Regions from separate parts of the Sus scrofa genome. Here all the other regions are linked to region 2. The links are chromatin contacts, called in public HiChIP or PLAC-seq and promoter capture Hi-C maps. All regions are on one chromosome and are shown on one strand. Each heading gives the region's core, a stretch centred on a gene start, on an enhancer-like site or on the middle of the called end of the contact. The rest is flanking DNA. Distances are from core to core; before and after follow the strand shown.

Region 1 (5,409 bases), core at 89-2,588, 290 kb before region 2:
GAAAGGAATCCGACTGGGAACCATGAGATTATGGGTTAGATCATTGGCCTCGCTCCGTGGGTTAAGGATCAGGCGTTGCCATGAGCTGTGGTGTAGTTTGCAGATGCAGCTTGGATCTGGCGTTGCTGTGGCTCTGGCATAGGCTGGCAGCTACAGGTCAGATTAGACTCCTAGCCTGGGAACCTCCATATGCCACCAGTGCAGCCCTATAAAGACAAAAAGACAACAAACCTCAACTATCTCATTAACTTTTTCTATTGGTTATGTTTAAACTTTACTTTGGGTATATTGGGCTATAGAAAATGTATTCAGGGAGTTCCCATCGTGGCGCAGTGGTTAACGAATCCGACTAGGAACCATGAGGTTGCGGGTTCGGTCCCTGCCCTTGCTCAGTGGGTTAACGATCCGCCGTTGCCGTGAGCTGTGGTGTAGGTTGCAGACGCGGCTCGGATCCTGCGTTGCTGTGGCTCTGGTGTAGGCCAGCGGCTACAGCTCCGATTAGACCCCTAGCCTGGGAACCTCCATATGCCGCGGGAGCGGCCCAAAGAAATAGCAAAAAGACAAAAAAAAAAAAAAAAAAAAAGTATTCATTAATTTTTCTTAACTTTCTGTGCCTATTAGAAAATTTTATTTATTTTTGTTTTTTGTCCTTTTAGGGCCGCACCCACTGGCATGCGGAGGTTCCCACGCTGGGGGATCTAATCCGAGCTGTTGCTGCTGGCTTACACCACGGCAACACCAGATCCAAGCCGTGTCTGGGACCTACACCACAGCTCAAGGCAACACCAGATCCTTAACCCACTGAGCGAGGCCAGGGATCGAACCGAAACCTCATGGTTCCCAGTCGGATTCGTTTCCACTGCACCACGATGGGAACTCCTAGAAAATTTTAAATTACATGTTCGGATCACATCATATTTCTATTGGGCACTGATCTAAAGGATAACCAGAGGAAAATAATTCGGTACATTGGGATCCTACCATGTTCTTCAGAAACAATTTTCTTTTATATATTTTTAAATATTTATTTTTGGCCACACCCGCGGCCTGTAGAAGTGACTGGCCAGGCACCAAACTTGGCCACAGCTGTAACCGGAGCCACAGCAATGACAAAGCGGGATCATTAACCCGCTGAGCCAGGAGGGAACTCTTTTTCTATGCCTTCTCCTCTCCCCAAAATCATCTGAGATAAAAGCCGTTATCTCCCACAACTGGGAAGAGGACCTAAGGGACCTCTCCTGCCCCCTTCTGTCCCTCAACTGCGTCTGCGGGCTACGGCTAGGTGGAAAGCCCCGCCCTCCGGCAACCCCGGAAGTACGTCACAGCCCCTCCGCACCCGAGTGCCCCGCCCCGCCTCGCGGCGACCTCCCCAAGATGGCACACCTAGGGCGGGGCCGCCCCTCCCGCCCCTCCCCATACTGACGATTGGCTGAGACGAAGACGGGCAACACGGAGACGTGAGCTGGGCGGGACCGGAAGGGGATTTAGCCTCGGGTGCCCGGGTACGGGGCTGGAAGTCGGTTCTGTGGAATGTGGAAGGCTGGCAGCATGTCGGCGGAGCTGGGAATCGGTTTCGCTCTGCGGGCAGTGAATGAGCGCGTGCAGCAGGCGGTGGCGCGACGGCCGCGGGTAAGAAAAGGGACCTCGTGGGGACGGTGGGCGGCCGCTTGGAGGAGATGAGACGCCTGCGTGGGAATGGGTCGTCACGGTGACGCAGAGGGGTCTCCCCGCAGGAGCGAGAGCTGGCCGCCGCCTTGGCTTTGGCACGGGTTGCCGAGACCCCAGGAGGCTGGTAAAAGGATTCCTCAGCATCTGTCAGGTTTTCTGGAGGTTGGCTTAGTTGGAGCAAAAGGTATCGCTACCCCGGGAAAATGACTGATCTCCAGGCATCGCGACCATTTACCCATCTGGCTTTGTGTCGGGATCAGCCGCCTTGGCAGAGGGGAGAGGGATCAGGCCTGCACCCAGAGGCTGCAGAAGGGGATGTCCACTGCAGGAGTACCCAAAGGAGGCCAGATCTGCCGAGATCACGTGTGTGGCAGCGTCCCAGATAGTAGATGCACAGTAAATGTCAGTTCCACCCGAAAACGAAGGAAAGGGTGGATTGGCCGTACTTGGGTGACACTAGAGCTGCACTTGTGCGTTTGGGGCAGGAGGGAACTAGACATCCATTCCCAAGCAGTTTAAGATGAGATTTTTTTCCCCCTTATATATAGTTGGTATCTTGGAACTTACTTAAAGGTTACCATCTGCCCCTCCTCAGTGCAAGTTTAAGCTGAAAGGTGTGGTGTGAGACATATTTGAATAGAGAGATCAAAGTTTTCTCTGATTAAGCATTTAGTGTCAGAGCTCAGCTGGCCTGGAGACAGAAGACCTGTATTAGTATAGCTTTTTCTGGGCTGTTAATTAGGTATTATTTTAAACAAGTCAGTTAGTTACTCTAGCCCTGAATTTCCTCCTTCCGGCATTAATGATCCTCCAAGAAAAAGCTAAGCTAGAGATTCCCCTAAGAAATATCGCCCTGGGGAGTTCTCCCAACATAACTTACGCAGATGGGCTACCTGTTCCACTTTTTTTCCCTAAAGACTGTTACCTCATAATTCTAGGAAACATGACACAGTCTCATAAAAAGTCAGCAGTGCAGCCCTCAGAAGGAAGGGGAAACTCTGTTAATTGATCTTACTCTTCAGACCCTTTGAGAACATTGATTCTGTAAAAGTTCCGGAGGGTGATGGGGTAATGAAAATGAAGCCATGTGAGGACAGATGAATCTCTTCTCTGTGTGGATTTGGTTGCAGCAGAATTCAGGGAAGCCCCGCTCTTTACATAATGGCCGTGAGAAGGGGGTCGGATAAACCTTATCCTGAGTCCAGAGTCTTCTGTGTCTTTGCATCAGTTTGGCCCCTGGTTCTTGATTAGACTGAACAATTACACTGTAACACAGCAAGATCAATGGCATCTCTGGAGCATTGCGACAAAAGTTCAATCCCTGACCCAGCACAGTGAGTTAGGGATCAGCAGCAGCTAAGATCTGATCCCTGGCCTGGGAACTCCATATGCCATGGGGCAGCCAAAAAAGGAAGGAAAAAAACTACAGTAACCCTAAGGGCGTCGCTTTTGAGAGTGCACGTGGGCAATATTAATAATTACCCCAGGACCAGAGTGTAATTAACCTTGGGGTTAGCCAGATGTTCATCTTGGGGTTTCAGAAGCCAAAAGTGGCCTCCCTTCCTAACAGAGATGCCTTCCCTTAATGAAGTGCTTCTTAAACCACCCACCTTGGTATGCAAGAGTATTGTCTGATAAAGTTTGTTTGAAAGGAGTTTGTTTGAAAGGAGATTCAAAGACTACACCCTGAGATTCAGATTCAGCAGATCTGGAGGGGGACCCAGGTGTTAACTGATGCCATTGGTCAAAGACCACACTTTAAGGAACCACTGCTTTTACTTACCTGCCCAGCTCTCCTGAGAGAGAAGTCTTTTGCTTAATATTCAGTAGCTAAGCACATTAGATTTCAATACAAGCATACAGAAGACTTTTCGTCAACATCATTTGCTACTCATCTTCCCGCAGTGTTAGAAAATAGATCCCCTAGTGCCCATTGTGGCTTAGCGGGTTAAGAACCTGAAGTAGTCTCCCTGAGGATGCAGATTGATTCCTGGCCTTGCTCAGTGGGTTAAGGATCTGATGTTGCTGCCAGTTGTGATGTAGGTCATGGATGCAGCTCGGATCTGGCATTGCCGCGGCTGTGGTGTAGGCCGGCAGCTGCAGCTCTGATTCGACCCCTAGTGCGGGAACTTCCATATGCCACAGATACAGTCATTAAAGAAAAGGAAAAAGAATAGTGGATCTTACACAATGCCAAGTTAAAGATCTGTGCAATCAATTCTCCAGGCTATCCTATAGGACTTACTGGGATCTTATTCCCAAATGCTCACTCATCTTGGCTCTCTCCCTCTTGGCAGGAACTCCCCGCCATCCAGCCCCGGCTCGTAGCGGTCAGCAAGACCAAGCCTGCAGACATGGTGATCGAGGCCTACAATCACGGCCAGCGCATTTTCGGGGAGAACTACGTAAGAGTCCTTTTCCAAACTGCGCTTGTGCCCTGGGAAGAGTCATGGTTGCCAGGCTCCTGACTTGTTCTGTTTTTACCCTTTAGGTTCAAGAACTGCTCGAAAAAGCCTCAAACCCTAAAGTAAGTGGAATCTGAATTATTTAGTTTGTAAATAAATTCTTGACTTTTCAGTTGAGAATTAAAAACCCACGCTGGTGGTAGAGTTTTAGATCTGATGGTAGAAATACACTCACCTTGAGCCCCAAATATTTCTCATCTAGAGTTTCTTAAGACTGGTTTTCTCCTGTGCAGCTTTTTGAAGCTGGTGATTTTAGGAGCTTGCTATGATCTTGGATCCTTTTGACATTTGAAAGCTCTTATTAGTTGATTTTTTTTTAATGGGCAATATCAGAAAGAAAGAGGGAGTGGATTGGAACAAGTGACACATAACAGAAGCCCTAGGTTTCCCCTGAGTATCCTCAGGAGCCTGACTGAAGATGACGATGATAGTGGTTTATTGCATAAGCTCTGAAAGGTCAGAGGGGAACGTGCAAGGTAGTTGAGGCAGCAAGGCCTCCACACAGTCTAAGTCAAACATGGTCACCTCTTTCTCCTCAGATTCTGTCTTCGTGTCCTGAGATCAAATGGCACTTCATTGGCCATCTCCAGAAACAAAATGTCAACAAATTGATGGGTAAGATAAAATTCTAAATATGATGACACAATTTCTTGATCTTTGTATCACTTACATACGGTACCTTCTGTGGAAGAGATAACAGATTTTTAGAATGTTTCAAATTTGCTGTTTGTGCTTTGCAATTTCTTTTGGGAAAGAAATCTTAGTTCTCGACATGAGAAGACATCATAATAAGAACAGTGTGAACTCACAATTGACTGGGTACCACATTCTTGGGAACCTGCCCCCCTCTGCACATTAGATATTTTCTGGTGGGCTGTGAAGTAAATTGAAAGGAACCAAAGCCCTTAAAATTTTTCAGCTGCCAAAGGTGACACTTTTGTCCTTTTCCCTTTAAATGAAAGGCTACAGTAAATAAAATACAAAAATATGTTAATTTTATGTATTACAAGTACAGTATATAATAATAAAATACAATATACAGTGAACTACAGTAAACAAAATAAAATTAAAAATTAACTGGGGAGTTCCTGTCGTGGCTCAGTGGTTAACAAATCCGACTAGGAACCATGAGGTTGCAGGTTCAATCCCTGGCCTTGCTCAGTGGGTTAAGGATCCGGCATTGCCGTGAGCTGTGGTGTAGGTTGCAGACGTGGCTCGGATCCCACGTTGCTGTGGCTGTGGTGTAGGCTGATGGCTATAGCTCCGATTTGACCCC
Region 2 (5,767 bases), core at 2,191-4,690:
AAGAATGACAATAAGCTGGTCACTAGAAAGGTGAGTAAAACTCATTCTTTTTTTTTTTTTTTTTTGTCTTTTTGCCTTTTCTATAATTAAGTACCACAAGAAAGCAAATCTTGGAGTTTCCGTGGTGGCTCAGTGGTAACCAATCTGACTGACTAGTATATATGAGGATGCGGGTTCCACCCCAAGCCTCAATCAGTGGGTTAAGGATCCAGTATTTCCATGAGCTGTGGTGTAGGTCACAGATGCAGCTTGGACCCTGCATTGTTGGGGCTGTAGTGTAAGCTGGCAACTGCAGCTCCGATTCAACCCTTAGCCTGGGAACTTCCATATGCCACAGGTGTGACCCTAAAAAGATAAAAAAAAGAAAAAAAAAAAAAAAAGCAAGCAAGCAAATCTTAATTATGTGAGGCTGAGAGAAACTATTTCTAGATGGAGGAGGTATCTGAGTTGGACCTTAAAGGGTAGATCATTTTTGGCCATGGGAAGAGTGACAGAGAAGGGGAGGAGGGGGGAAGTCTATAATTCAGGCAGAAGAAAAAAGAGCTATGTGTCCAAATGTTTGGCTAAAAGGTGTGAAGGGAAATAACAGGAGATGAAGTCAGAAAAAAAGTACTGGGAACAGGCTGAAGTTTGGATGTGACTTCACAGGGAATAAGAAAACACTGAAGATTAAACTGGCAGGAAAGAGAGAACAGTTTTGAGGCTATTCCCAGAGTCTGAGACATGCAGAAGAGACCTGACTCAGGGTAGAGATGGGAAGGGGGAAGATGAGAGGACTAAGACCCTGCAGTGACAAGGGATGGGATCTGTCAATTATCTGTGTTTGTATGTGTGGGTATGTGCGAGAGAATGGGGTGCTGAAGAGATGAGTTAAAGAAGATGCAGGAATTCTGAGTCGTCATGTCAAGAAGGACCATTTACCAAAAGTTGGGACTAAAAGACACAAGCTTAGGGTGGAAGGTAATTAGCTGTTGTGATTCTGCTGGTATCAGGTCGCCTATGTAGAAAGGTCAACTGGCAATTAAAGATGTAAGACTGGGAGGCCAAAAGGTCAGAATCAGAGCAATTTTGGATAAGCCCACAAAGAGGTGATATAATTACTGAAGTCCACGAGAGCTCCTAGAGATATAAACAAACAGACTGTTGATGGAAGCTAAGAACCCATCTATTTTAGGGAATAATAAGAGTTGCAGAGGAGAGAAAATTAAGTACCAGCGTTGGAGAAATCAAGAAAAGTAATGATTCCAGTGGTAACAGAGGGGAGGGAAGAACCTGGAGGACTGCATTTCACAGATGCCTTTTAAGACTGCAGTTTCAGTAGAGTGTTGTCTAAAAAAATCAGATTGCAGGGGTAACAGAGATGGTCTATTGCAGGGAGTCAGGAAACAGACTTAAAATGGGAGATGGCTCAAAAGGTTTGGGGGTAAAGATATGAAAAGGGGGATGGGAATTTGATGGGGAAACACAGTTGAGAAAAAATGTGACAGACAAGAACATACATGAAGGGGAGGACTCTGGGGGAGGGAGAAAGAAAATATGAGAGAAAATACAGGAGGACTGAGGAGAAGAGGAAAATGTATGTGTGTGAAGGGGGCATATGAAATGGTTTTAAACCTTTTGGTAAAGGAGGGGTTTGGAATCTGCAAAAAAAAGGGGTTAGAGGCTTGAGAAAATTATGTTTTTAGTAGAATGGCAGAATGTGTTAAGGCCTCAACTAATTCAGATATATAACAAAAGAGGTGAGGGCAAAAGGGCATCTTCAAACAACAAAAATTGAAGACTTTATCATACATTGCAGATAGGCTTGTACAGTGGCTATTCACATATGAATTTGGTCCAACCTACACTACATTTTCCTTTAATAGCAAAATCACTAATTTGGATTTTAAAAATAATTTCAGATGATAGAGAATATAATCATAAACTCATTCTTTAATTTGCATACTTAGTAACTGTAGAGATTGTTGTAACTTGTTTGGAGCTGTATGCAAACTGTTTTGCAACTACTACAAGTTAATGAGACGGAGTTCCCATTGTGGCTCAGCAGTAATGAAACCAACTAGTATCCATGAAAACTCAGGTTCGATCCTTGATCAGTGGGTTAACGATCTGGTGGTGCGATGAGCTGTGGTGTAGGTCACAGACGTGGCTGGGACCCAGAGTTGCTGTCGCATAGGCCAGCAGCTACAGCTCTGATTCGACCCCTAGCCTGGGAACTTCCACATGCCATGGTGCCGCCCTAAAAAGCAAAACAAGACAGATCACAGGACTGAAACAATTTATTAAAATTTGCTTGAGGAATAATCCACGAATGAGAGTCTGGAAAAGACAGGACAGCTATAGAGGACTAAACTTCTCTTCAGGATGGTGACTAGGAATAAGGTAGGTCGTCTAAATAAAAACCAAAGAAAACTGTCTAACAAGAAAAAAACAAGTTTTTGGTCCTTCTGGAAAAGTCAAGCCTTGTCTGGCAGTAGTCTCTACTATCATAATCTGAAAATCTAAAGACCCTCAACGGTAAAAGAAGACTGCAAAAGGCGACGCAGCATAAAGCCTATGCTTAGTGCTAATTAAGTCCAATTACTGTTGTATTCGTATTTTCGTTTCTCGATGCATCCCTTCCTTAAGAATTCTCATCCATCCACCAGTAACCACCTGGGACTCGAAATCCCGCAGGTGGGAGATGATGGGCCCGGGAGGCGGCAACTTTCATGTTTGGGCCTCAGCAGCCGCATCCCTGAAAAGCAGAAATGGATTCGACAGCTTGCCGGAGGACTGGTGCAGGCTGTAAGAGATAGGATACAGGTAGGAGGCGGGCAAACAGCGTGTCACAAGGCTCCTCCCTCCTGCAAAGGACGCTAACGCCGCACGTCCAGAACAGCACTAAAAAGACACCGCCCCCTGGCCCGGACTCATTCTAGGACCTGCCTCCAAAAAGCATCCTCCCGGCAGGAAGAGTCTCACCCCAGACTTCACTCGGAGGAGCCGAACTACTCACTGTCGATGTCCTCGATGAGGCTAGCGGTGCCGGGCATATAGTTCATTTTGAGTTGAAATGAGGCGCAACGTATAGCGGTGGTGGGCCAACTCGTCCAACACTTCCTTCTTCCTACCGCAGTCGCCGCCTCGGCGGCACCGGGACAAGAACCCGGACCCAGAGTAGCACCTCCGGCCCGGCTTTCAGCCGCCGGGGCCTGCCGGAAACGTCGCCATATTACTCCCACCCACTTCCGGCATCACGTGCCGGTGCTCAGGAAGAGGCGGGACCGTAGTGAGGTCCCGAGGCACCCTTTCCACGTCCTTGACAAGAGGGGAAGAGAAACCTAGATTGGATACGTAGTGGGGAAATGCGTTCTCCCTTTTAAGGTACACGGTGGCGCCCCTTGCTGTCCTGCTTCCTAGACCCCAGAGTCACCGACCTCAGTCCTTCAACTCTCAAGAATCTGAGGCCGAGGGGGCGGGACCCGGCCTGGGATTGGCTGTTGCTGGCCGACCCCCTTCCCTGCGGTCCACTTGCGTTCTCCGGCTGGCGTCTGCGCAATGGACCGGCCGTGGGGGGCGGGAAGCACTTGGGGGCAGTGGAGCCCATGTCGGCCTTGAGGCGCTCGGGCTACGGCCCCGGTGACGGTCCGTCTTATGGCCGCTACTACGGGCCTGGGGGTGGAGATGTGCCCGTGCACCCCCCTCCGCCCATATATCCTCCCCGCCCCGAACCTCCCCAGCCTCCTGTTTCTTGGCGGGTACGCGGGGGCGGCCAGGCTGAGACCACCTGGCCGGGAGAAGGGGGAGGAGGAGATGGCTACTATCCCTCTGGAGGCGTCTGGTCGGAGCCAGGTCGAGCTGGAGGAAGCCACCAGGTAAGCTTTGCGCTGTCTGTCCCGGGGTGGGGTAGGGGACGGCAATAGGGGAGTCTTTGGAGGTGAGGGTTATTGGGTTTGATACACCTCCAAGAGTTCGTAATGAATTGGGTTTCATGTGTTTTCCTTATGGGGGGGTGGAGAGACAGAAACTAGGATCGTAGGTGGGGGCTATGCTTGTTTTCTCTTTGCCTCTTTTTTACTTCAACCATAGTAAATGTCTTAGCATGAAAAAGGGGAAAAAGATCCTGCGCTGACCTGCTGAGCTGAGTAGCGGGCTGCGAATCTCGCCTGGGAACGGTGTTGGGCTGGAGGGATCCGGGTCTGCTTTTCGAGTCCTGACAATTTATCCTGCGTGGCTCATCAGGTCGGCCCTCCCCAAGAAGGGAGGTGGCTGCAGCACCCTCCGTCCCTTAGCAACCCCTCCCCCTGGGAAGGAACGTGAAGGAAGGGGAGGGATCTGGGCGTTTAGCTCTTTGCCCTTTTAACGCTTTGCCCGACATTGAATCACGCATAATCAATGTTGGAAAGCAGCTTTCCGTGGATTGTTTTATTTCATCTTAAGGGTGACTGCCGCGTAAATGTCATCACATCTTCTCTGTTTTACGATGAAAGAACCGTTGACCGTGAAGGGTTAACTCACTCAGTATATTTGAACCTATAATGTCTTGTTCCTTGTAGTCGTGCGGAAATACAGTTGTTTTGTTATGCAGTATGCTTCGCAGAGAATTAATCGTTATCTGGTGGGGGCACTCCTATCCTTTTCTTCAGGAAATGTAACATCCTCATTGGTTGAAAATGTAATAATGAAATTCCCATACATTGCTGGTGGGAACATAAAATGGTTCAGTGCTTTGGAAAACAGTTTGGAAGTCCCTCAAAACGTTAAGCATACTGTTGGGATCTTACTCAGCAAGTCTGCTCCTTGTTATACACCCAAGAGAACTAAAAACATGTCCACGTATAAACTTGTACACGTGAGATTCATAGTAGCATTATTCATAATAGCCAAAAGGGAAAATATTCCAAATGCCCATCAACTGATGGATAGATAAAATCTGACATATTCATACAATGAATGGGAAGAAATGGGAAGAAATGAAGTACCTTCTACAACATGGATGAACCTTGAAAATATGCTACATGAACGAAGACAAACATTAAACATTGTGTGATTCCATTTATATGAAATATCCAGAATGGGCAAGTCTGTACAAATATATGTCATTGTCAGGGGTTGGAGGCCTGGAGACATTGGGGAAGATAGTTAAAGGGTATGGGGTTTCTTTTGGGGATGATGAAAATATTTTGGAATTAGATTGTAAATGAAGATTGCACAGCTCTGAATATTAAAAAAAAACATTGAATTGTACACTTTAAAAGGCTGGGTTTGATGTCATGTTATTTCTTTTAAAAAGTTGTATCATAAAAAAAAACGTAGTGAGAGGTTAATTACAAAGAAAGGCCCATAATTTCTCTATCTGAATCTAGAATAAGCAGCCTGAGGGAACTTCAGTCCCGACAGAGGAGAGTGAGGAAATGCTTGGCTAATAGGTATGCAGACTAGACCTAGGCTCACTTGTGGGGGAGGAGGAGAGAACCACTAAGCTGATGATTCCACCTGGGCTTGCTGTGTAGTCAAAACAAAGGTTTTTTTTGGGTTAAGGTTAGAGAAGTTAAGATCTTAGTACTGGGCAGGGAGTTTAAAGGGAGAACAGGTGTGCACACAGGCTAGGTAATGCTGGAGCGGTCAGGAATACGGCCGGAATGTGATTGGGCATTTGTCAACCGTTGCAGGAGTTTATCTTTCAGGTTGATGTTTCTGAAACTTGAAAAGTATAGGATGATGATTTCTTTCTTTGTTTTTCTCAAATGGCTGCACTTGCAGCATATGGAAGTTCCCAGGCTAG
Region 3 (5,801 bases), core at 1,642-4,141, 310 kb before region 2:
AGCTGCATCTGTAACCTGTGCCACAACTCACAGCAACGCCAGATCCTTAATCCACCGAGTGAGGCCAGGGATCAAACCCACATCTTCATAGATACTAGTTGGGTTCTTAACCTGCTGATCCACAATGGGAACTCCTAGGGAAAGTTTAAAAAAAACAACAATAACAACAAAAATAAAACAGATTTTTAAACACATTTGTTTAACTTTTGTTAAACAAATCATCACAGACTTACCTCCCTGGTACTCTGGGATATTGAGACATAAAAATCACAGGTCTCTTAAGGAAGGAATTTTCAGAAATGTTAGATCACCATCTACAAAAGGCTACCCCCTGCCTCTAGACAGGACCGTAACTAAACAACCCAGGCCTGGTAAAAAAGCCTCCTGAGAACAAAATCCCACAACTTCTGCTCATAGTTCATTCCAGAGTTTAATAGTCAGGAAATTCTTACATTACAACGAATTTAAATCCTTTATATGCACGCTAAACCCATTCCTTGGGCTGATCAGCCTCCCAGTATTTCCATTTCTCTTATTCATTCATTCGACTATTAAACATTTATTGAGTGTAAACTATTTTCTTAAAAAACGTTTATTAAATGTACCGGGTGGAGTTCTATCACTGAACACGGGACAGAAAAAACTCAAGTTCCAAGAGGATCAATCTGGAAATTGGTCAAGTGTGTATCGGCCGGGAGGTGAGGGTGGGGTGCCAGAAGTGCAGGAACAGGAGAGGAGAGACCCTCATTTATGAAGGTGGGCACAGAACTCTCAGGAAGTGCCTTGCGGCCCACTTATGGGCTTAACAAATAAGGAAACTTCTCAACACATACTCACCCAGAGCAAACTCCCAGGGGTGAGGGGTGGTGGGGGCTGGAAATAGGCCAGCCCCAAGCAACAATGGCTGGAAAACCTACACTTTCCTTTTCCTGTGTCCTAAATCTGACCAACACCACCAGGGTGCCATTTTCCCTGTGTAAAAGCTTTCCCTGTAACCAAGGCTGTAATTAAGTGGACTGTCTCTTCGAAAAAACTTCAGTGGCTGAATTAAAAATGCCCCAATGTTATGCTGTCGACCAGTGAAGGCTGCGGTCTGGGAGACACAAGGTCTGGACGCTGGGCCTGGTTCCACTGCGCTGCAGTCTGGGTTTTTTGGTTGTTTTGTTTGTTTGTTTGTTTTTGCCAGGCACCTAAACGCCCACCCAGGGATGCTGAGGGAAGACGCAGCCCCAGCCCACAGGGAACTTAGAGCCTAGCGAGCAGGTACGGACAAGCAGCAGAAGTTACCAGGCCCTTAAGCTCCCGACGTTAGAGCAAAGCAGGCTTTCATCCACGGCTATCCTCGCGCCTCACTGAACCTACATTTTGTTCACTAAAATTAAGATAATTCCCTCAATCTGCTTTATGGTGCTGCGGGGACCTCAAAGGCCAAAGCTCCTACAAAAGCATAAAGGGCAATTCAAAGTAGTGTCTGTTGATTAGCGACGTAATGGTGCTTATCTGCACTTTTGAAAAAGGGGAGCAGAGAATTAGGAAGGTTGTAAAGGATAACCTGCTCTGAAAAAATAGGAACAGGTTTGGCCTAATCTGGAAGGGAATCCAGAGCAAACTCCAAAGTCAAAGCCTGGGAAAGTGACACCTCGTTCTCAGCTCCCGCAGCCACTGGTGCTGCCCCTGGGGTCACTCTCCAGGTGCCCGCACCACCCCCACCCCAGAAATTCCTGACGGTCGTCTTGACCGCCGGGACCGAGTCACGGGCGCCCTCTGGCGGCAATCCTCGGACAACGACCTCTCGAAGCGCGGGGGCGGGGCTGGCGAACTAGGGAGAGAAGGGGTGTGGTCTTCTCGCGTGAACTAATGGCGTCATCGAAGCGACGGGCCCGGAAGGAAGTAGCGCGCTGAGGGGTGTGGCGGCTTCTGCGGTTGCACTGGGGTTCGGACGAGTACGGAGCGCCTGGAGGGACAGCCTGGTACGCGGCCCCCGCCTCTTAGTGCGCGCGCTGGGCCTCCTTGCGGCTCGCGGCCGGAGCTGATCATCGTTTTCCCAGGCCCTCGCACAGCATCCTCTCTCCCTTGGGAGCGAGAAAGCAACCCCTTTCTGTCCCCTCCATTTCCCGCGAGCCCCTAGGCGGGACGGAGCGGAGGCTCTCGGAGCCTCCAGCCCCGACCCAGGGCTCTTGGGACTTGCGACCCTCTCTCCAAAAAGGGCAGGGAAGGAGCGCGAGGTGGGGCGGGGGTGACTTCGGGGGAGGGAAGGGCTTTTGTAGAAAGGACGCAGCTGCAGATCGGTAGCTGGAGGCCACACGGTAAAATAAGCGCCTCGCAGACGTCTGCGCCCGAGTTAAGTTAGACCCAGGAGGCAGAGTCCACGCCCTGCGCGGGTGGGCCCCGGCACCCCGATTGGGAACCTCGCTGTCAGTTACCCTAGTTTTTGCAGATCGTTCAGTGTTCAGGAAATGAGTCCCTGGATGCCAGCTCTTTCGCGTCCTGGTGTCTGAATGCAGTTGGACGCCGGAGCCCAGAGTCTCCCCAGCCTGAAGAACCCGCTTTCTGCTCTCACCATGAGCTTGCGGAACCTGCCAGGTGCAAAGCACCGGTCAAGCATATGGGAGGGAGTGTGGCTTCAGTCTTGCTCAGAGCCCTGCATTGTTTAGGGCCAAAGGAATAACTGGGAAAGTGAATGAAAGGCCAGAGAATCCCGCCATGGAACTCCGCTCGTATGCTGTCTCTGTCGCTCCAGCATCTGAAAGGAGTAAATAATGGTTTCCTTTGAAATGGCAGGCAATTAGGACTGGGAGTCTCTGACCAGAATTACACAGCCACAACTGCCTGTCATTTGACATGCTCTGTAATTTGGGCCAACGTACTGCAGCTGCTTCTCTTCCTCTTTTACTAGTATGAGTGGCTCCGGTGACAGCCCCTTCGTGTTCACAGGAAGAGAAGGCTGTGTTCTGAACGCTGACCAACTTGCACTGGTTTTCCCTTGGGCCAGGGCTGTTTCTGGAGTCACTGCCTCTTCCAGGAGGTGGGGAATATCATTCCACAGTTAAGGAATGGATGGGAGTGTCGACTGAGAGCAGGGATGAGGAGAGGTGTAGATCTAGCCTCTGTTCATACTACTATGGGCTGGATGGGAACCACTTTCAAGCGCCCAGCCTGGAGAGGTGCTCTCAGGGTCAGAGCTTTTCTCCCTCAAGTCGGACGGCACACGTTTTCCCGTTCTTTTTCCCCAGGATAAACTTTCACTGATGGCTCAGTTGGGAGCAGTTGTGGCTGTGGCTGCCAGTTTCTTTTGTGCATCTCTCTTCTCAGCCGTGCACAAGATAGAAGAGGGGCATATTGGGGTGTATTACAGGTAAGGCAGCAGCAGGCGCAATTTCCTGTTAAATGACTCTTCCCAAGTCAATGTTTAACAGATTCTGCTATCTCTGTTTGTATTTTGTTGAATAGGGGAGGATTTTAGAATGAGCTTTTGTGTCAGTGGCCATGGGGAGGGAAGTAACACACACACAAATACATACATGAAAGTAAAACTTAGTGGTCTAAGTTGATGCCATGGATGGTGATTGATAAACATTTATAGAGACTTAGAGATAAAACCTAAAGGCAAGCAGGTTCCTTGAAGATCATCTGAAACAGTGTTTGCTCCTACTTCTCTCTAGGCATCTTGGTGCCACAAGCTTACCTCTAATGAGGACCAGTTCTTGATGTAATTTAGACCTATTCTTGAAAATTGACATTTCAGGAAAAATGAAAGAGACTGCAGGTTGATTCACATCCATCAAGGCAAACTCTAGGTTCTTACAGTAACCCATTATGGTCACTTTATTTCATTACTCTTTTAAAAAAAAATGTATCTTTATTGGAGTTTCCATTGTGGCTTACTGGGTTAAGGACCCAACATAGTCTCCAGGAGGGTATGTGTTCGATCCCTGGCCTCACTCAGTGGATTAAGTATCCTATGTTGCCATAAGCTGTGGTGTAGGTCACAGATATGGCTTAGATCCAGCATTGCTGTGGCTGTGACATAGGCCATCAGCTACAGCTCTGATTGGAACCCCAGTCCAAGAACTTCCATAGGCTGCAGGTGCAGCAATAAAAAGGAAAAAAATACATCTTTGCCTTAATAAAGAGGCATTTATAAATCTTGAGTTGCTTTCCTTTTAGTAACCTCCCTAACCAAGTATTTTGCTTTAAGTCTTTACCAAACCCTTCTTATTTGTGCCCTGTGATGCTTTTTTTCTGGATGCCAATGGCAAGTTCTAAACGTCCGATTGGGTTCCCCTCTCCCCTTTATTTCTTCCTGTCTCTGATTCTACATCCCCAAATACTGCTTTTAAATTTACTGCCATTTACATAGAACTTGATTAGAAAAGTAATTCTACTGCCAAAAAAATATGTTGATGGTTTATAAAGTGTACTTAAATTTTATTCTTTTGGTTGTTCGTGTCCCTGGACTCAAACATTAGTACCATCAACTGATCACCATATTACTGGATTTAACACCCTTACGGATCACCACCAGCTCAACAGATGCGGCAAGATAAGACAGACCTCCTCTCCTGTCTTAAGTATAGCCATGGATTCTGCTCTCTTGATTCCACTTTGCCTATTTTTTTCACTGCAAAAACACAAATAATGGTTTTAGGTTTTACCATTGGGTTTCCTAGAATATTGGGGTCGAGCTGAGAGCGGGGAAAAGGAACTGTGGACCTGACTCTAGCACGTGTCAGTCTAATAGATGTTTACAGTGCTTCCGAGAAAGCAGTGTTGATGTGATAGACACCTCTTCACCGAACTGAGCCTGCTTCTCTCTTCCTCTTCTGCAGAGGTGGTGCCCTGCTGACGTCCACCAGTGGCCCTGGCTTCCATCTCATGCTCCCTTTCATCACATCATATAAGTCTGTGCAGGTATACTGGGCTGGTGGGGTAGGGTTGCACAGCAGCAGGTTGGGGGTGGTGATTAAGGCATGATTTGGAATGATTTAGCCTTTAGATGGGTAGATAAGTATAATTCCTTCTCAAGGAATCATTTAAGAATAAGCCATATATACAGTATAGATAGATATAAAGAATGAGGCTCCCTGAGCCATTTACTCTAGAGTTTGACTCTAAATAACTGAGTGGGGTCATTACCTTGGCCCATCAATACCAGCTGGGATTATGTCTTCACTTCAAGACAAAGCCAGAGAAGAATCTGTTCCAAATGCACAAAAGCAAAAGTTGGATATGTACGTCTGTGTGCTTTAAGCCACAGGCTCCCAAGGTAGATGGAACTAAAACATGGTAGTGTTGCTGGTTCTTACTTGAACTTGAGCGAAGTGAACATAATTTGGGGTGGGGGGAGTTGAACTCGGTGAAGGGAAATGGCATCTTAAGTAGGGGTAGGATTAGTTACGACAGATCTAAAGCCAGGCTCAGTTAGACTAGCCATCTTTGAAGTATGTCCAACTAAAAGGCGTAAAAAGATTTAGAAAATGACTTTTAAACTGACCCAGGAAAATATCCTGGGATACCTCATCAGCATCAGCCCCTGTAGATATCTTCTGCCATTTACTGTGCTTTCTGGTTTTCGGAGTACATTCGTGCTGATTATCTCATTTGAGTTTCACAGTGATCCTGAGAATAGGCTGAGCAAGTTTTACAGGCTGAGAGGTTAAATAAAGAATCTACTGTTTCAAGACTAGTGAGTGGAAGGGAGAAAAGTAAACACAAGTCTTAGGACTCCTAATCCAGGGTCCTTCTCACTAAACCATTATTACTCAGCTTGTTCATATGATGGTTCATTTACAGCAGAGCCA
Region 4 (5,685 bases), core at 3,079-5,578, 490 kb after region 2:
AATTTACCCCTTCCCCCCACCTGTCCTCTTTGGCAACCATAAGATCATTTTCTGAGTCTGTGAGCTGTTTCTCTTTTGTAAATAAGTTCATTGTATCCTTTTTTTTTTTTTTCCCTTTTTAGGGCTGCACCCAATGGCATTGGAAGTTCCCAGGCTAGGGGCGGAATCAGAGCTGCCACTGCCAGCCTATACCACAGTCACTGCAATGCCAGATCCGAGTCTTGTCTGCCACCTACACCACAGCTCACAGCAACGCTGGATCCTTAACCCATTGAGCGAGGCCAGGGATCGAACCCACAGCCTCATGGTTCCTGGTAAGATTCGTTTCTGCTGCACCACAACGGGAACTCCTGTACTATGTCGTCTTTATTCATTCCTCTGTTGATGGATATCGAAGTTGCTTGCAGGTCTTGGCTGTTGTGAATAGTGCCGCAATGAACACTGAGGTGCATGTAATTTTGGATTAACATATATATATATAATAGACAACCAACAAAGGCTGACTGAATAGCACAAGGAAATCTACTCGATACTGTGTAATAACCTATATGGAAAAAGAATATGAGAGAGAATAGATATATGTATATGTATAACTGAATCACTTTGCTGTATACCTGAAACTAACACAACAGTGTAAGCCAAATATACTCCAGTATGAAATATAAATTAATTTTTAAAAAGACAAAAAAAAACAAAAACTAAAGGGATCCTTTGCTTTGTTCCTTCCCCCTCCCCCAAGGGTTTCTTTCCTGGGCGAGACCCCAAATCTGATGGGCTGGGGTTGGCACAGAAAGACCCCTAGAGGGGTTTGTGTCCCAGATACTTCAGATAAGTCATCAACTTCTAGCCTCCAACACCCTTGAAAATTCACAATCTCTTACCCCAAAACCAGATGTACTTCAGAATTCTGACTTTTTTTCAGCCTTTGGAAAGATAAGACTGCATAATATACATTTTACCATGGCAAACCCCCAGTGGGCTGGGGGAGCACCTTGTAAACAAACATAGAAACCCTTTCTGCCGTGAAATGTAAGAATATGCACACATTACCTGGGGTCATTTTAGGTCAGGTCTTGCTGCCGAGTGAGTTACTAAACGCTTCTGGTTTTCAGAGTGTGAGAGCTTGGAAATATGGGCAGGAGTTGGTGGACCTGTGAAATCCTGGCTTTTTGGATCAAGTGACTTAAGTTCACAGGGTCACTGTACTCAGTGTGGGGGAGCCTGGATTTGGCCACGACTTCACCAGCTGCAAAGCCTGTGATGTCTCTACAGCATACTCTGGGATACTTGCCTTGTCGGCCACCCAGTGCAAAAGGAGTCAAGGGCAGTCCCTGCTGACCCTCAGCCGCCCCAGTAATGCAGAGACTTTTTGGAAGGACAAGTTTTCTTTCTGAAACAACAATGCCTCCATCTGCTGGACATACCTGAGAATGACACCTGACCCACATGGAGAGCCTAGTTTATTGTCCTGGTGGTGGCCTCTGTAAAGGGCAGCCGAATTCTCTTTTCCTCTGTAACTGAGCAAATCATATTTCAGAGACCAGAAAGCTGCTACTAAATTACCTCTACATAATCCACTCTTCAAAACAACAACAGTAATGAAATCTCTTTCAGCCAACTGCCAGAAATCCTCTTCGTCGGTACCTCTCAGAACATCTTCCAAAACATGAACCCTCTTTCTTCAAATTTTTCAGTGGTTCCCATTGATTATAGAAGCGACTCCATAGGCCTTCTTTTTCTTTCATTTTTTTTTTTTTAACCACACCTGCCTCTCTAGCCGTTCCCCATCCCATACACTCCCTGTTTTTACAGGGCTCTTATCTTACCTGTATCTTCTTCTTCAGTCTTTTTTTTTTTTTTTTTTGGTCTTTTTATGGCCGCATCCACAGCATATGGAAGTTCCCAGCCTACGCCACAGCCACAGCAATGATAGATCTGAGCCTCATCTGCAACCTGCACTGCAGCTTATGGCAATATCAGATCTTTAACCCATGGAATGAGGCCCAGGATCAAACCCTCATCCTCATGGATACTAGTCAGGTTCATGACTGCTGAGCCACAATGGGAACTGTATCTTCTGTCATAGCACCTGGAACTCCCTGCTACATTGCTTAGCTTGCCTGTTTCCTCTGCTACACTCATAGCTCCTGAACCTTTCAGGCTACCTGGAATAGAGCAGGAGTTTGAAGGATGAAAAATGAGAGTGAATTTATTGCCTTAGCTTAAAACACCCCAAAATTTGTTCATCAATTAAATGCACATGTAGCAATCATTGTCAAGCTCCTAGAGCTTAGTGTAATTCTACTTTTAAAATCCTTTTGGAGTTCTCCCTGTGGTGCATTGGAATAAAAATCCAATTGCAGAGGCTCAGGTCATTGCAGAGGCTCGGGTTGATCCCTGGCCTGGTACAGTGGGTTACAGGATCTGGCATTGCCACAGCTGAGGTTCACATCTAACCCCTAACTGGAAACTTCCATATGCCCCAGGTGGGGCCTAAAGAGAAAAAAAAAATGATAGGCTCTCTAAATTTCAGAATATAAATGCATGTCAATTACTTTCAAGTTCAGGTACCAAAGTCAAACTAGAACAGAAAAAATATCACCTAGGTCAGTTTCACCTCACTAACCAGATAAAAATAATATGTAATCAGTACATCAACTCAACATCTTAAAATTGTTAGCCTCAGCCTATTATGTATACAATTTTTTTTTTTTTTTTTTTTTTTTTTGGCTACAGCCATGGCATGTAGAAGTTCCCAGGCCAGGGATCGAATTCGCGCCAACACTCTGCCATGACAACACCAGATCCTTAACCCACTGAGCCACAAGGGAACTCCCTACTGTATAATTTTTGTAAATGAAGGAGACCTCTAAAACATTTGAAATTATCTAACCTAATGAATTGGCATGAAACCTTTTTTCTTGTAATCTTGTGTACACTATTAATTTGTTTATTATTCACCTTCCTTTAATAAATAGAACAGAGATGTTCTAATTCCCTGTTTGTGGACAAATTTTCCAGTTAGAACTGTGAAAACCACTGAGTTTTATTGCAGGGGTCCATGAGGATCCCAAGTTTCATTGCATTTGATAGTTCACAGACAAGCCACTTACCAGGCCATCAGCAACAACTGAATCAGGATCCCCTTGCACCTCCTGTACCTCCAACTCAGCATCTCCAAGAATCACAATGAGGAATCTTCCTGCTTCATTTCTGGGGGCTGAGGAGGCAGTTTGTAGTGGGAACTGGATCCCATTTGTGATAGCCAATTCCTGCGCTTCCATCATGGAAAGACCTAGAACTGGAGAGGGCCAGGAAAATCATCAATTCCCCTCCCTGCCATGCAGCACATGCCCTACACTGTGGGTAGAGGTGTGCACGTGGGGAAGGCTGGCCCCAGGCAGGACTCTATGAACCCACAGGACATTTTCACTGCCATCTTTATCAATTATTATTATTTTTGTCTTTTTTTGCCCCCTCCCACAACAATGGAAGTTTCCAGGCCAGGGATCAAACCTGTGCCACAACAGTGGCAACGCCAGATCCTTAACCTGCTGAGCCACCAGGGAACTCTGTTATTATTTTCCAATTAGAAGAGGGAGAAGAAAAACAAACAAACAAACCAGTCAAGGAGTTCCTGCTGTGGCACAACAGGGTGGATGGTGTCTCTGCAGTGCCAGGACATGGGTTCATCCCCAGCCAGTCACAGTGGATTAAAGGATCCAGCATTGCCACAGCTATGATGTGGGTCACAACTGCGGCTGGCATCTGAGCCCTGGCCCAGGAACTCCATATGCCAAAAAAAGAAAAAAACAAACAAGACAAACAGCCAAGAGGGATGTGGGTGTGTATATTTCTTGGAATCCAGAGGTTGGGGGTGGGGGTGGGGAGTGATCCATCAAAAATGTTTCTAGTACAAAAGCTGGCAAAACAAATCTCTCTCTCTCTCTCTTTTTTTTTTTTTTTTTTTTTAATCTGAACTGTGTAACAGGAGAAATTCTCTCACAAGGGGAGAGTATTCCTGAGCCAAGTTTAGGCCGAGGAAAAATTTTCCAGCTTGTGAGGAACGAAGCTGACGTTACATTAAGGAGGAAAAAAAATAGTGCTGGAGGAAAAGAGGAAGGGGGGAAAAGGCACCAGGCTTCAAACAGAGGAGCTTTAAATTCCAGATGGGACCACAGATCAGAGAGCTAGGAGGCTGCAGCGATTTCTCCGTGGGGCTCCCAGACCCAGTGGACATTTCCTGTTCTGCCCCTGAACGTTCAAGCCAAAACTTTACAAAACATCCTTTTCCCTAGAACCAAGTGTTTGGTTCGGAGACCCACCCCTCCCCACGTCGGTGATCTCAGAGCCTGCCCTCCCCTTCCTTTCTCGGAACCGCTCCCTGATCAGGGGCGTCAGCTTCCCAGCAGAGGTGATGGAGCCACTGTAGCAGGTGGTGCCAATGGGAGAGAGGAGACCCGGGGACCACCGCCTACGAGGTAGGAACGGGGGCTGCGTGTGCTTGGGTTGTCTGACACTTACGGAGCAAAGCAGAGCCCTTGACCTTTAAGCTCGGGCTGGGGGCGTTTTCTTGACGATGGGACAGTGCTGTGGGTGAGTGGACGCCAGGGACGTCAGGCATTTCTTTCCTCTCTTTCTTTCCAATTTTAACTTTAATTCTTGGGTCTCTGGAAGCACTACCTCTTGTTTGCCTTCTGATGTAGAAGTGTTAGGGTAGAATTCTGGGAATTCCCTGACTTCTTTGTTTCTTTTTCTTTTTCCTTTTCTTTTGGTGGGCAAGGAGTCAAGGAGCATTTGTAAATACCTTCAGCTCTGAGTAGATTCAGAGAGAAGTGATCCAAATGGATGCAGAAGGAAAAGGCATTTTCACCTTGGTGAGCTGTGGTCCAGCTGTTTCCCAGGACCTGTGTCCTGCCCACCAAACTCCCTCCTCCTCCCCGCATCATGGGAATACACACCTTGAGCTGTTTCTCAGGTGTGGGGATGTGAGACTGGAGCTCAATGCTACGCCTTTATGGGCAGAGCCCAGGTGCCCTTGGAGACATCCACGTCTGTGGCGGAGCTAACTGGTCAACCCTGAAGGCTGCATGTGGCCCTCGCCATCATTAGGGACATGCCCCAGCAGTTCGTCCCTGAGAGGCTAGCCTTGGCAGCACCTGCTGACACTGAACTGATACAGAGAATGCAGCATGGCTTCTGCACAAGTACTCAGATTTTTATCATAAACGAACCATTTCAAATGCCCCTTCTCTGAACTCCAATGGTCCTTCTCTAGAGCACACATTTTGCTCCTTATGCACCTATCACCTTGCTGTACTGTTCTCTAACAAGCTAAACAAATGAGAGAATGGATGGGATGCATGAGTCGTAATCTATTTCTTGGTGATCTTAAGATAGCAACTAACTCTTGTTGAGCACAGACTGTGTGCCGGCACCATTCTAAAGGTGGTGGGTATTATCATCATCATCCCCATTTTACAGATGGGGAAACTGAGGCTGGAGACACACCTAATAAATGCAGAGGAGGGATCTGTACTGAGGCCAGGCTGCCCTGCTCCAAACCAAGGTGGGGGTTTGACTCTCGGTCCCCATATTCTCCAGCTGCGTGACTTCAGACAAGGTGAATGTCCTCAGCCCGTTTCCTCATCTGTCAAATGAGACAATAATAACCCCAGCTCACAG

The links. Promoter capture Hi-C pulls out the DNA fragments that hold promoters and counts their contacts. HiChIP or PLAC-seq counts read pairs in DNA pulled down with a chosen protein or histone mark.
Region 1: a contact with region 2 is called in an H3K27ac HiChIP or PLAC-seq map of alveolar macrophages. The contact joins the promoter of PLPBP here to the promoter of LSM1 in region 2. A contact is called at or near these places in 6 of 47 Hi-C or Micro-C datasets (alveolar macrophages, brain, embryonic fibroblasts and 3 more) and 2 of 2 datasets of contacts at active chromatin or transcription factors (alveolar macrophages and skeletal muscle).
Region 3: an H3K27ac HiChIP or PLAC-seq map of alveolar macrophages shows a contact between it and region 2. The contact joins the promoter of ERLIN2 here to the promoter of LSM1 in region 2. A contact is called at or near these places in 2 of 5 promoter capture datasets (fetal liver and liver) and 1 of 2 datasets of contacts at active chromatin or transcription factors (alveolar macrophages).
Region 4: a promoter capture Hi-C map of fetal skeletal muscle shows a contact between it and region 2, with 2.7 times the contacts expected there. The contact joins the promoter of TACC1 here to the promoter of LSM1 in region 2. A contact is called at or near these places in 1 of 5 promoter capture datasets (fetal skeletal muscle) and 2 of 47 Hi-C or Micro-C datasets (embryonic fibroblasts and mesenteric adipose tissue).

What each region holds. Positions count from the first base shown.
Region 1 is chr15:48,632,513-48,637,921 of Sscrofa11.1, reverse strand. PLPBP (proline synthase co-transcribed bacterial homolog protein) reads left to right here and starts at 1,338. Exons shown (of 8, transcript XM_003133369.4): 1 at 1,338-1,629; 2 at 3,966-4,073; 3 at 4,160-4,195; 4 at 4,673-4,748. The coding sequence starts at 1,531.
Region 2 is chr15:48,346,326-48,352,092 of Sscrofa11.1, reverse strand. It overlaps LSM1 (U6 snRNA-associated Sm-like protein LSm1), which reads right to left and starts at 3,440. Exons shown (of 4, transcript XM_005671778.3): 1 at 2,999-3,440. The coding sequence starts at 3,044. BAG4 (BAG family molecular chaperone regulator 4) reads left to right here and starts at 3,283. Exons shown (of 5, transcript XM_013984080.2): 1 at 3,283-3,857. The coding sequence starts at 3,588.
Region 3 is chr15:48,658,696-48,664,496 of Sscrofa11.1, reverse strand. It overlaps ERLIN2 (ER lipid raft associated 2), which reads left to right and starts at 2,891. Exons shown (of 11, transcript NM_001143706.1): 1 at 2,891-3,355; 2 at 4,830-4,911. The coding sequence starts at 3,249.
Region 4 is chr15:47,859,747-47,865,431 of Sscrofa11.1, reverse strand. It overlaps TACC1 (transforming acidic coiled-coil-containing protein 1), which reads left to right and starts at 4,328. Exons shown (of 15, transcript XM_021075676.1): 1 at 4,328-4,481. The coding sequence starts at 4,445. It overlaps LOC106506224 (a long non-coding RNA gene), which reads right to left and starts at 3,663. Exons shown (of 4, transcript XR_001301395.2): 1 at 3,624-3,663; 2 at 3,114-3,301; 3 at 1,425-1,517; 4 at 375-414.